4 separate regions of the Mus musculus genome follow, and regions 1, 3 and 4 are each linked to region 2. A link is a contact called in public HiChIP or PLAC-seq and promoter capture Hi-C data. All regions are on one chromosome and are shown on one strand. Each heading gives the region's core, a stretch centred on a gene start, on an enhancer-like site or on the middle of the called end of the contact. The rest is flanking DNA. Distances are from core to core; before and after follow the strand shown.

What was found. Promoter capture Hi-C pulls out the DNA fragments that hold promoters and counts their contacts. HiChIP or PLAC-seq counts read pairs in DNA pulled down with a chosen protein or histone mark.
Region 1: a promoter capture Hi-C map of the C10 cell line shows a contact between it and region 2. The contact joins the enhancer-like site here to the promoter of Il20rb in region 2. A contact is called at or near these places in 11 of 39 promoter capture datasets (the C10 cell line, cranial neural crest, embryonic stem cells and 6 more), 1 of 484 Hi-C or Micro-C datasets (bone marrow-derived macrophages), 1 of 115 datasets of contacts at active chromatin or transcription factors (large pre-B cells) and 2 of 9 other capture datasets (adipose tissue and embryonic stem cells).
Region 3: a contact with region 2 is called in an H3K4me3 HiChIP or PLAC-seq map of embryonic stem cells, with 5 times the contacts expected there. The contact joins the promoter of Msl2 here to the promoter of Il20rb in region 2. A contact is called at or near these places in 13 of 39 promoter capture datasets (the 3T3-L1 cell line, the C10 cell line, the HPC-7 cell line and 8 more), 18 of 115 datasets of contacts at active chromatin or transcription factors (the 230-238 cell line, bone marrow-derived macrophages, embryonic forebrain and 11 more) and 2 of 9 other capture datasets (adipose tissue and liver).
Region 4: a promoter capture Hi-C map of embryonic stem cells shows a contact between it and region 2, with 4 times the contacts expected there. The contact joins the promoter of Pccb here to the promoter of Il20rb in region 2. A contact is called at or near these places in 13 of 39 promoter capture datasets (3T3-L1-derived adipocytes, the C10 cell line, the HPC-7 cell line and 6 more), 1 of 484 Hi-C or Micro-C datasets (bone marrow-derived macrophages), 10 of 115 datasets of contacts at active chromatin or transcription factors (acute myeloid leukemia, bone marrow-derived macrophages, embryonic stem cells and 3 more) and 2 of 9 other capture datasets (adipose tissue and pancreatic islet).

The regions. Positions count from the first base shown.
Region 1 is chr9:101,005,441-101,008,140 of GRCm38.p6, reverse strand. The region is part of intron 6 of Pccb (propionyl Coenzyme A carboxylase, beta polypeptide); the gene reads left to right. Among named protein-coding and RNA genes, the nearest start is that of Pccb, 28 kb to the left of the region's middle. Within about 2 kb of position 1,415, at least 13 of the 459 cell types and tissues checked have an H3K27ac peak or open chromatin away from gene starts, as enhancers often do.
Region 2 is chr9:100,485,051-100,487,750 of GRCm38.p6, reverse strand. It overlaps Il20rb (interleukin 20 receptor beta), which reads left to right and starts at 1,278. Exons shown (of 7, transcript NM_001033543.3): 1 at 1,278-1,495. The coding sequence starts at 1,423.
Region 3 is chr9:101,073,389-101,076,088 of GRCm38.p6, reverse strand. Msl2 (MSL complex subunit 2) reads right to left here and starts at 1,327. Exons shown (of 2, transcript NM_001100451.2): 1 at 669-1,327. The coding sequence starts at 810.
Region 4 is chr9:101,033,462-101,036,161 of GRCm38.p6, reverse strand. It overlaps Pccb (propionyl Coenzyme A carboxylase, beta polypeptide), which reads left to right and starts at 1,278. Exons shown (of 15, transcript NM_025835.3): 1 at 1,278-1,493. The coding sequence starts at 1,305.

The DNA of each region.
Region 1 (2,700 bases), core at 166-2,665, 520 kb before region 2:
TGGAATAGTGTAGTTGGAGTCTCCTCGTTAGTGGCTGTATGGAGTCTCTTCAGACTGGCTTCCATCCCTAACTTAGTCTTACACATTTAAGTTTCCTCACTTTCCTGGCATGGTAGTTTGTGTCTTAGTACCAAATACTATTTCATTATCTATATCTTTTAGGGATTAGTTTTTCTCTTTACCTGCTGAAGGAACATCTTGGTTCCTTCCAAGCTTCAGCAAGAAAAAATAAAGCTTATACGGCTATAAACAGCAGGGTCTTGTATGGATTGGGGATGGCGTCATCGGATGTCTTGGGTAAATGCCCCAGGGTGCACTGCAGAAACCAGTGTTGAATAGGGCTTTAGTTTTAGAAGAAGCTGCCAGACTGTCTTCCAAAGTAGGAACTTCACCATGCATTCCCAGGGATTGAACCTGGGGTCTAGCCCAGGCAAGCATTCTTCACAACTCCTCGCCTTAATCTAGACAAACACTCTGCACGAGAGCTCTGCTCCCTTCAAAGGTCCTCGGACTTCGTCAGCTTGTCCTTGGGCTCCAGGGTTGGTTCTTGGTTTGATTGGTGCTTGGTTTTGGGGCAATGCAATCGCTGTCTTGACTACTATATTTTTAGCATGTTTTAAGATTTATATTTATTTTATTGTGTAAGAGTGTTTTGCCTGCATGTCTGTGTGTACCGTGTGGGTTCAGTGCCCACTGATGCTAAAAGAAGGTGTCAGACCCCCTGGAACTGGACATAAAATACATAAATGTAATTTTTAAAAAAACTTTAAAAAAAGACAAACAACAAAAAGAAAACACATATTTTACAAGTTAAAGCCAGCACTGATTCCTGAGGTTGATCCAATGTAAATAAATCCATTTTACATAGAAATCTAAGAATCCCAGGAAAGTATGCTGAAGTTTATTTCAGCGTTATGGGAAACATAAAGCTGACTGTGGGTTCCCCTGTGGAAACATCACTAGACTGGGATCAGTTCCCAGACCCCAGGGGCCAGAGTCTCCTGCAGCCTCAAGCTCCCTCAGTGCAAAATGTACAGCTTCCTTAAATAATAAAATCTCCAGTAGCTTAGAACAGGGCTCCTAGGTCTGATAAAAGACGGGGAGAGCATTAATCCTGCAAGGCACTTTCGCAAAATTTGTATGTTTATGAAAAATGCTGTAACTGACGTCCTTACCAAGAATGTTGACAAAGTGCAGGTCACAACCTGTTACCCCAGGCGGGTCCTGCCATCCTCGGTAGAAATTAAAGATTCAAATTAGTGGAAAGCAGAAGGTGCTCACTGTCCACGTTTGGAAAGGGGACAAGGAGATCCAGGGAACCCCGATGTCAGTCTTCGGTCCTGAAGGGAGACTGAAGTTTAAACTGAGGAATGTAAGCAGGTCTGGTCAAGGTGTGGTCCCACCTACCACAGACTCCTCCTCCTTTAGCCTTAGCCTGACAGTTGCCAAGGAATCCCCTCTAGCTGGTGGCCGGTCCTTTCCAGATGAGACTCCTGGGGAAATTCTCATTTCTTTATGGCCCATTGTTTCTATAAACCAATATATTGAGGGATTCATGGACCTGTTTAGATTGTCTTCATTTCTGCTAGACCTATAGGTCATTTTATTATCTTAGAATGTCAGTTGCAGCCCGAGAAATGGATGGCACCAGACTGTTTACAGAGTTTTTCAAATATTTTGAAATGTATAAAACAGATGTCTAGGGTACTTTGCTTTTGGCATTTGTGATGACAGAGGCCAGATGAGCCATCTATCAGAATGTGAATTTTAGCCCAGAGGGAAGATCCTGTCGATCAAGTATTCCTCTGTGGGAATTATTCTAGATATTGTGGTGGTATAAAACTTCAGAATAATTTTCCATGATGGATATTTTTTTCTGACAGGAACCTGTGATCTAACAGTCTTCCCCCACCGGCTGGCAGAGCTGCCAAGCCTGTTTTTATTGCCTGGTATTGTAGGATGTCTTCAGATATAGTCTTGATTTAGTGCCTAGGGGCCAGCTCAGTGTGGGGTCTTTTTGAAGCACTTGGTCCTCCTGGGCCAGACTTGTACTGTTTGCTTTGGCCTCTCCCAACTGGTTCTGTCTGGTTTATTCAGTTTGGCAGGAATGCGAGGCTGCAGGACTAGAGGTGTGTTTCAGGCGCTGTGCCATTTCCAGGTGCTGGGCCATCTCAGCTTGTATTTCCTCTTTCCCCTTCTCTTCTGCGCTTTAAGATTTAGCAGTTGCTTCTAATCAGACTGCAAAGCATTGTTGAAACACTGCTGTTCTTTGGCATATCTGGAGGCAAATTCTCATTCCCTTTATCATCCCACATTCTTTGAAATATCCAGGTAGCTCCTCGGGTGTCTTTCTCAGCCACCTCCTCCCCTCAGCTCTTCATAGCCTGTACAGTAACTTTCCCTTCTAGAGCTGTTGTGTTTCCTGATGGGTGCCATCTCAGAGAGACACCTTTCCTGCTACCACATTCTGCCACTTTCTTAGCCCTTGTAGCTTGAAAACCCTTGCTTCAGAACACTACACTATAGCGACCATGGAGGGGGGGACTTTAGGGGTATTCTGCAAATGTGTGCCCTGAGTCCAAGCGCTACCAGGGCAGCTTCGGTGTTCATTATGAGTGGCTGCTGAGGGGCCAGTGCTAATGTGGAGGAACCCCACCTCATGTACTGTAGTGTCCGAATCGGGGAAGTTTTCACAGCCCC
Region 2 (2,700 bases), core at 29-2,528:
CAATATTACCCCATGGTTATTTATGCCATGGTTATCTTTATCAGTTGGGAAAGGATAAGAACTGTGAATTCTCAGATTTTTGCACATAGTAAACTCCTAGTGAATGTTTGTTGAATGAATCAGTGGCTGTCCCAAAATTATCTTGCAAGTAAGTTACAAAACTGGAACCAAAAAACATTCTATTAAAAAAAAGAATCAATGTTTATTCTCAAACTGGTGTTCGTTTTACTGTTATAATTTGCACATTGGGGTTTCTAAAGTCCTCAAGGAATTGAAATTTAAGGGGCCAATTTCTATTGCAGGATTTCCCTTCAAAGTTTTAAAATTACTTTTAATTTTCCGTAGTACATTCTTAGGATTCAATACTTTTTTGCTTTTTGTTTTGTTTTTTTGAGACAGGGTTTCTCTGTGTAGCCCTGGCTGTCCTGGAACTCATTCTGTAAACCAGGCTGGCCTTGAACTCAGAAATCCGCCTGCCTCTGCTTCCCAACTGCTGGGATTAAAGGCGTGTACCACCACTGCCTGGCTCAGGATTCAATATTTTAAAAAAATATTTGGTAAAGAATCTTGTTCACATTTTTAATGTCCATTTGCGGTTTCTTCTAGTCAAGATGTCAAGTTTATTATGCCCTAGATTTTCTTTTTGCAGATTTGTAAATATAAAACTATTATTCTTTATGTTTTGACTTTTTTATTTTTGGTTTTTCGAGGCAGGCTTTCTCTGTGTAGCCCTAGCTGTCCTGGAACTCACTTTGCCTCTGCCTCACAACTGCTGGGATTAAAGGCGTGTGCCACCACTGCCCGGCTTATGTTTGACTTTGAAAATGGTATTTCTAATGGACGCAACAGGGCTGAGATGTAGCTCAGTGGCAGTGCTTGCGTAGCTTGCACAAAATCCTGTATTCAGCCCCTAGCACTGTAGAACACAGTAGTAATGGTCATCATTTACCTTCCCCGCTTCTCCAGAAGTGTGTATACGCAAACAGCCAATTAGCGCCCAGCTTGAATGAACAGGCAGAGAGCGGCTTGGCAGTGGAAGCTACTTGATGAGTAGGGAAAATAATCCTGGCTGCTCACTGGTAAGACCCAGGGCCTTCACAACAGCCTGGATGCCCAGATGTCTCCCTCAGGCAGATGTCTCAAGTTCCCCAGTTATCTGGAACTCTTACAGGCCACTCCCCTTGATGCAATATCTGGGTTTGGGCAAAAAGGAGGGTGCTGCAAAGCCCGCCCATTTTGAGCATTTGGGCCAGCTCCCCTTTCAGAACTGTTCAAGCTTCATTGCAACTCTGACCTCAGCACCAGCATCTGCTTCCTGAAGGGAGATGGCTAGGATGGACACACAGCCTCCTTCTGGAAGAAAACAGTGTCTCCGGGCAAGCTGAGTTTGCTAGAGACCCTCACACCAAACAGACCAGCACAATGATTTCCCAGGGAGTCTGGACAAGTCCGTTCATGTGGTTTTTCTACAGCATGACCTCAGGTTTTCTCACGGGTAAGAATGAATTTAAATACAACTGATAGTTTGGGCCTTGAATATAGGTTAAGGTGACAAATACTTTCCTGGGTTTGGGGTTGAATTAAAATGTCAATTTTTAAAAAACCTTTTAATCTCCATTTTCGCATCTCAAATGCCTGCATTCTATTTGGAAAATTTCCTCCTAATATCCACAGAACAATCTAGAAAGATGCCATTAATATAGTCTGCAGAGTTCTATGCATTTTGCAATTTCATCTGGTATTTGAAAGGTTAAGGTATAGTTATTGCAGTTATTTTCCATGTGGCACTTAAAATGATTAAAAATTCTGACAAATACAAAAAGACATTTATAAGCTTCATATTGGGCATGAGATTTATAAAAATTAGATTTTTCTTTGGTCATTATAGAAAAAGGTACTTCATACCATTTAAAAATAGATTTGGTTTGGGGCATTTTCTCTCCCAGTAAGATTGCATAATTTTCTGTTCCACTCCTGGTTTCTTGTAATTACCTTCTTTATTGTCCCCAAAGTGCAGCTCCTCCCTTACCTGTTAGTGTTTCTTTAAGTGACACTGCATTTAAGAGAAATTTCTCCAATATACTGGTCACTTTGTGGTGTTGGTGGGAGCCTTGTGTACTAAAGAAACGTTTCCAAGTTTAGCTGACATAGAAATGGATGGCATTTCCAGGCCCCAAACCTTCAGCATTCCGAAGGTTCAGCAAATGCTGCCCACTTGTCTATATATGCGGGGCTCGTCCTGCATTTATTTGAGCTTATGTCTCACTCCTTTCAGAAAACTAATATAGATTGCAGGCCACTTGCTGTCTCCACAGTATATGCATTCTATTACTGCTTGCTTGCCTTGGCCTTCGTTGTTATAATTTTCCCACGGGGGCTGTTGAAATGGTTCGGTTGGTAACTGTACTTTGTTGCCAAGCCTGACAACTGAGTTCAATCCTCAGAACTCAAACGGTGGAAGGAGAGGGCCAGCTTCCTCAAGTTGTCCTCTGACCTCCACAAACTTGTCATGGCAAATAAGCCAGTCTGCCAACCCATGTGTCCTCCTGCTACACCCACCCCACCACGTATCAGTGTCTGTGTCTGTACATGTTTGTGACTTCCTAGTTTAGCCACTGGTCGTATAACATCATTTTCCCATTTGTGAAGTGTTTATAACAGCCACCTTAAAGTCTTGAGGAGTTAAAACAAGACAATACA
Region 3 (2,700 bases), core at 78-2,577, 590 kb before region 2:
GTCTTAAATAAGCAAGTAAATAAACAATGCGACTCTGCCAGGCCACCTGACATTAAAACTACAGAAAATCTAGTCTGTAAAAAGATCTCACCAACTAAAAAGTACCATCAGCTTCATTAGGTCAGTGCTAACCTTCAAACCATCTGTTGTAGAACCTGGGGCACTGAGGTCTCTGGCTGGAGGTGCATCAAGATTATACCATCCACCCTCTGCAAAACACGAGTGCAGTGCATATTTCTTAACAATGTTTGACCACATTTAATGACAATGGTATTCAATCAGTTCCCGCAGCAGAGGTTTTAAAAAGAAGGCAGCATGCCGCTGGCATTTCAACCCCATTTAAGACATCACCGCTATACGTGTGAAGCCGTCGAAGAATTTTTTAAAATGTATTTTAAAAAAATAAAACACCAGAAAGATGTGTCAAAGCGAAATAAAACCATTTTGAACGTTAAAGCCTCCGTACAAAGGTGGCTGAAAAAGGCTCTCGGCCTTTCTGAAACGCCGGGCAAAAGTCCCTGGGCGACTTTCAAAACTAACGACCGTGTACTACTGCACAGTACCACCCCTTAAGACGAACTACCGGCCGGCCAACCGTTCACGTTACTACTGCCAAAGGAACTTTAGAAAACAAGCAGGGAAAGGGGAACAATAAAGAAGCGTCTCACCGCAAACACAGCACGAGAGGGACTGTCGGAAGTAAGGCAAGAGCCTGTTAATCTCTGTAAACGCCTTGGGGTCTCCGGGGTCGTAGTTGAGCACTAGGCGGCTCGCGGAAATGTAGAGAGCAGTAGCATTCACCGGGTTCATTGCAGACACTTCGACACCAATGGCTCCCGGTTGAAAAGAAATTCCGGATCCAAGTTTGTAAGCAGCCAGGGAACAATGGCGAATTTAAAACAATTCGGAAGAAATCTGAGCAGAACCCCTGGCCAAAGCAGCAACCAAAATCCGTGCAAGTTTGTGAAGCTGAAGCAATCCTCCCACACATGGGGGCCTCGGCGCCCCTCCTCTGTCCCTGAGACTTGCAGACCAAAGAGAGACAAGCGAAATCAGCGATCGAGTTCGTCCGACACGGCCGCGGCTGGGTGCTCCGGACGGGCTCCGGGTTCGCTCTAGCCCCGCGGCTCGGCGGGCGGCCTGCGCTCGAGCAGCATGTCCGGCCGCGGAGGCACCTCCGGGTGGAGCTGGCGCGCACGGGAGCGGGCCCGGTGGGGTCCAAGCGGTCCACACGTTTCTCTTCCGACGGCGGGGCCCTTACTCCATCGCAGCGACGTCGCGGAGGCAGCGGGACGGTGGGGACTACGGCGCAGGCGTCGGATTCCCGGGTCTAGTGCCAGCAGCCGCGGCGGCGGAGGTTGCTGTTGCTGCTGTGGCTGCTACTGCTGCTGCTGCTACTGCGGCGGGAGCGCGCCGCTGCCGTTCTCGCCATGCCGGACGCGGGGCCCACGCTGCGCCTGGCGCGGCAGGCGGGCGGGAGGGAGGCCCCCGCCCGAAAGGGAGGCCCGGGAGGAAGTGCGCGCGGGGCCCGGCGGCGGGAGGGGGCGGGGAGCAGGCCCGGCAGGCAGGCAGGCAGGCAGGCAGGCAGGCGGCGACGGCGGCGCCCCTCCGCTTCTCAGCCGCACACTTGGGGTCACCAGCGCAAGCGCCGCCCCCTCACAGCCCGGCCATCTTTTCGGCACGGCACGGACGACTCCTCCAAGCGCGACTGCCACGGTGCTGCGCCGCCGCCGCCGCCGCCGCCGCCGCCGCCTGCCTGCCCAGCCGCGGTTTAAGCGAGCTCACCCCGCCAGGCCGCCGCCGCCGCCACCCAGCGCGCACGACCAGGCCCGCTGCAGGCCCCTCCCTCGCGCCTGGCCGCCCTCACGCTTCTTCTCGCGCCGCTCTAGCTCCGTTGGGCCGGGGCTACTCCGGCCGCAGTAGATGGTGCGGCGCCTCAGGCCCGGCCGGTAACGACGACCGTTACCCCAACGGGCAAAGACACTGTCATCCCCGAGCCTCCCCCGCCGCCGTCGTCGCTAGCCCTTGTACGCATGCGCACAGCGCGCTCTCACCCCCCCTCCCCACCCCCACCCCCCGCCCTTCCTCTCCCTCCGCTTCCCTTTTCCCCTGCTTCTCCTCTAAAAGCCCCCTCCACACCCTCCCCGCGCTGCCGGCTTCACTGCGCATGCACAAACCCCCCCAACACACCCACCCCGACCCTACCGCCTTTCGCCCTTACGCGTGCGCTTTGACCGCCCACCCAGAAAACCGGATAAACACATTAGCCCGCTCACGCCAGCCCCGCCCTGCCCCGCCGCCAGCACACCCCGAGCTCACTGCGCATGTCTGGCTCGCCACTTACGGTTCCGTGCACGGAGCATGCTCGGTTTCGAGCCGGACGCGCTCTCCGCCCCTCCCCCACGTGCTCTCCAATCCGGTCTCCCAGGCGTGTGGGTTGTGGTGAATTGGGGTAGCGGGCACGGTCTCCCCTCGCGTGGGCTGCCCGCGTCGCGCCGTGGGGCGGAGGTGGGGGGAGGGTGTTCGGGGACCGGAGTTGACCCCAGTGGGAGGATGGCAGCCCAGCCCCGGCCTCGCCGGCCTCCTCCCGGAACCTAGCGCGTGGCGGGCCGTGGACTAGGCGCTGGCCCACAAGTTTGAAAGCCACTCCTCTAGGTCCCCAGCGAGCCTGCCCTTGTGCGTGGACACAGCCCGCGATGT
Region 4 (2,700 bases), core at 29-2,528, 550 kb before region 2:
GCCCGAGCAGTCTGCTCCTAGTTTACTTTTCCTATTTCCTCCCAGCTAATGCCAAAGCCGCTGTGTTGACAAGATTCTCTTCTTGACCAAACTTCGGTCAGGCTCTACTGAGCATCTCTTGAATAGAACTGACCTTGGCTCCCAGGTCCTCTCTTCTAGAGGGTAGCTTTGCCAAGAATCCTGCTAAGTCAGTTATGCCAGAATCTTCCACCCTTGATGAGGGATCGCCCTCCATATTTGATAAGGTTCTTCTTCCACTGTCCCCCAAATGATGTCTGAGCACCCTGGCTTGCCTTCAACCAAGCAAACGTTGTTTGTCAGATTGCTCCTTGCCCTGTGTTCCCTATTAATTTTCTATCCATTGAGCTCCCTCCCCGATACATCTTGTCTTTGGTGTATTCGGGGTTGAGGCCAACCTCTCTCCCCTACTGTAAAACCCTATGGAGCCTAGACCTAGCACAATGGTCTCTAAAAGTTTACTTCACCATTCTGTGTCTCGTCACAAACTTAAAAAACATCAAATAATTTGTGTGTATCAGAGTTTGGGCGTGCACATGTGGAAGTCACAGGACAACATGGGGTGTCAATGGTCCCCTTATTTGTGTGAGAATTGGGTCTCATTTGCTTCTGTACATGCTAGGGTGGCTGTTCCGTGAGCTTCCTGGGATTCTTTTATTTCTGTCAGCTATCTCACCTAGGCAACCTCTCTGTACAGACACTCATTACTCTGGCTGAGTACTGAGTTTGGGGACCCCAATTTTGGTCCTCATACTCAGGCTGGCAAAGGCTTTAACTTAGCACTGAGCCAAGTAGCTTCCCAGCTCCTCTCCCCTTTAAGAGACCCTCTCTGGAGCTCAATACGTAGCTCACAAAACATTTCAGTCTTGACGCCATACAAACCTACTTCTGTTCCTGTGTATCCCATCTCTGAAATCTGGATATAAATTATTTCAAGGCTAAGTTTTAAGAGCAAAACCTGGCACAGCATTTGGTAAAAGTTGGTCAGAGCTCATTATCTATTCATTTTTGGGGGGAAGAGGGTCGACGAAGCCTGGAGTTTAGATGGCTAACGCAGAACGAGGAATGAAGTCCTTGTTCTGTGTGGCTACACGGGCACAGAGCTGAGAGGCAGGTATTTCCTAGAACAGGACCGCCTTGAGCCTGAATGCAAGCCTGTGACTGCTACCAGCTTTAGGGCCAGCGACGACGCGCAGGCGCAGACTCGCAATGTCTACGCTCTCTGCGCATGCGTCCTGAGGTGCAGTGTGTGTCACGCTGGCAGTCAAAAAAAAAAAAAAAAAAAAATGGCGGCGGCGATTAGGATTCGGGCGGTGGCGGCTGGAGCGAGGCTCAGCGTTCTGAATTGCGGCCTCGGCATCACGACCCGCGGCCTTTGCAGCCAGCCGGTTTCAGTTAAAGAGCGCATCGACAACAAGCGCCATGCAGCGTTGCTGGGAGGAGGCCAGCGCCGCATCGACGCGCAGCACAAGCGAGTGAGTCACGGGCGCCAGTGCGTCCCGCCCCCTCCGCTCCCGCCCTATCACAGCGCGCCGGGCTCGCGGCGCACGAGCCTCCCAGCCAATAGGCGCTGCGCCTGGGAGGGGCGCGGCGAGAACGTCCACCTGGAGAACCTAGAGCCCCCTCGGGTGTCAGTAGACATCTGCACCACTTAGGGAGGTCCCCAGGCGGTGGTGGTGGGCATTGGTCGTCGGATGGATGGATGGATGTGACCGGTCTCCAGCTGCGCTCCACTTAGCAGCTTTGAACTTTTGGGAAAGGTGGTCTTTAGAAAGCACCGTAAACAGAATAATGTCTTCCAGGTCTTGTTTGAATAAGATTGCCACGTTAATCGGCCACAGGCTCTGAATTTAAAAGACGGGATTGTTCTCCCGCTGCCTGAAAGTGTTTATGACAGTTTTTTTTTTTTTTTTTTTTTTCCCTTCCCTCTTCTCGGGGAAGGAAGCAGTAAAACCCAGGCACGAAGTATTAGAAAAAACTTGGTTATGTTCACATTAACCTGGTGTGTTGTCTCCCTGCGTGCTGGGGATTTGTGACGCCTGTGACCGAGGAAGTCTGGTTGGCCTCTTGAGAGGTTCATGTATCGATCTGCTGCATAGGAAGCAGGTGGACTTTCTATAAACTCTCAGGCTACTCTGCTGAGAGCAGCTGAGGCGGGAATCACATTTGAGCTTCTTCTGGGGAGGTCATTTAGCAGCAGAAAAACAAAAAACAACAGAAGCTGGAAGAGGTGACCCTAGACTTGAAGCCAGACTTGCCCAGTGTGTCCTTGACAACTGAGTGAGTCCAGGCAGAAGAGCTGGATAAGTTAACATGAAGGTTCCCTAAGGGAAGGGCTCCTGTGAAGGGCATGCAAGTCTTACCCAAGTGTGTGAAAATCTGGGTCAAATGTTGATTCAGATGTCCTGAGTTAGGTTTGAAAAAAGAAAAATGCTCAAGGAAAACTATTTATTCCTCTTGACACTTAGGGATGTAAATGTGGTTGTAAGGTTTATGGTGAGCCATAAGCCCTCTCTCCCTTGGGGTCCCTCTGAAGGGCTATTAAGTTCCCTGGGAAAGCCTGTCACTGCTCTGGTAACCTTTCTCTTGGGACACCCTTGCTCAGTTGCCTATTGCACCCCAGGCAAGATCCTGATGCTCTTACATTAAGGCCTTCAGAGCAGGTTTTCTGCTGTCAGAGTT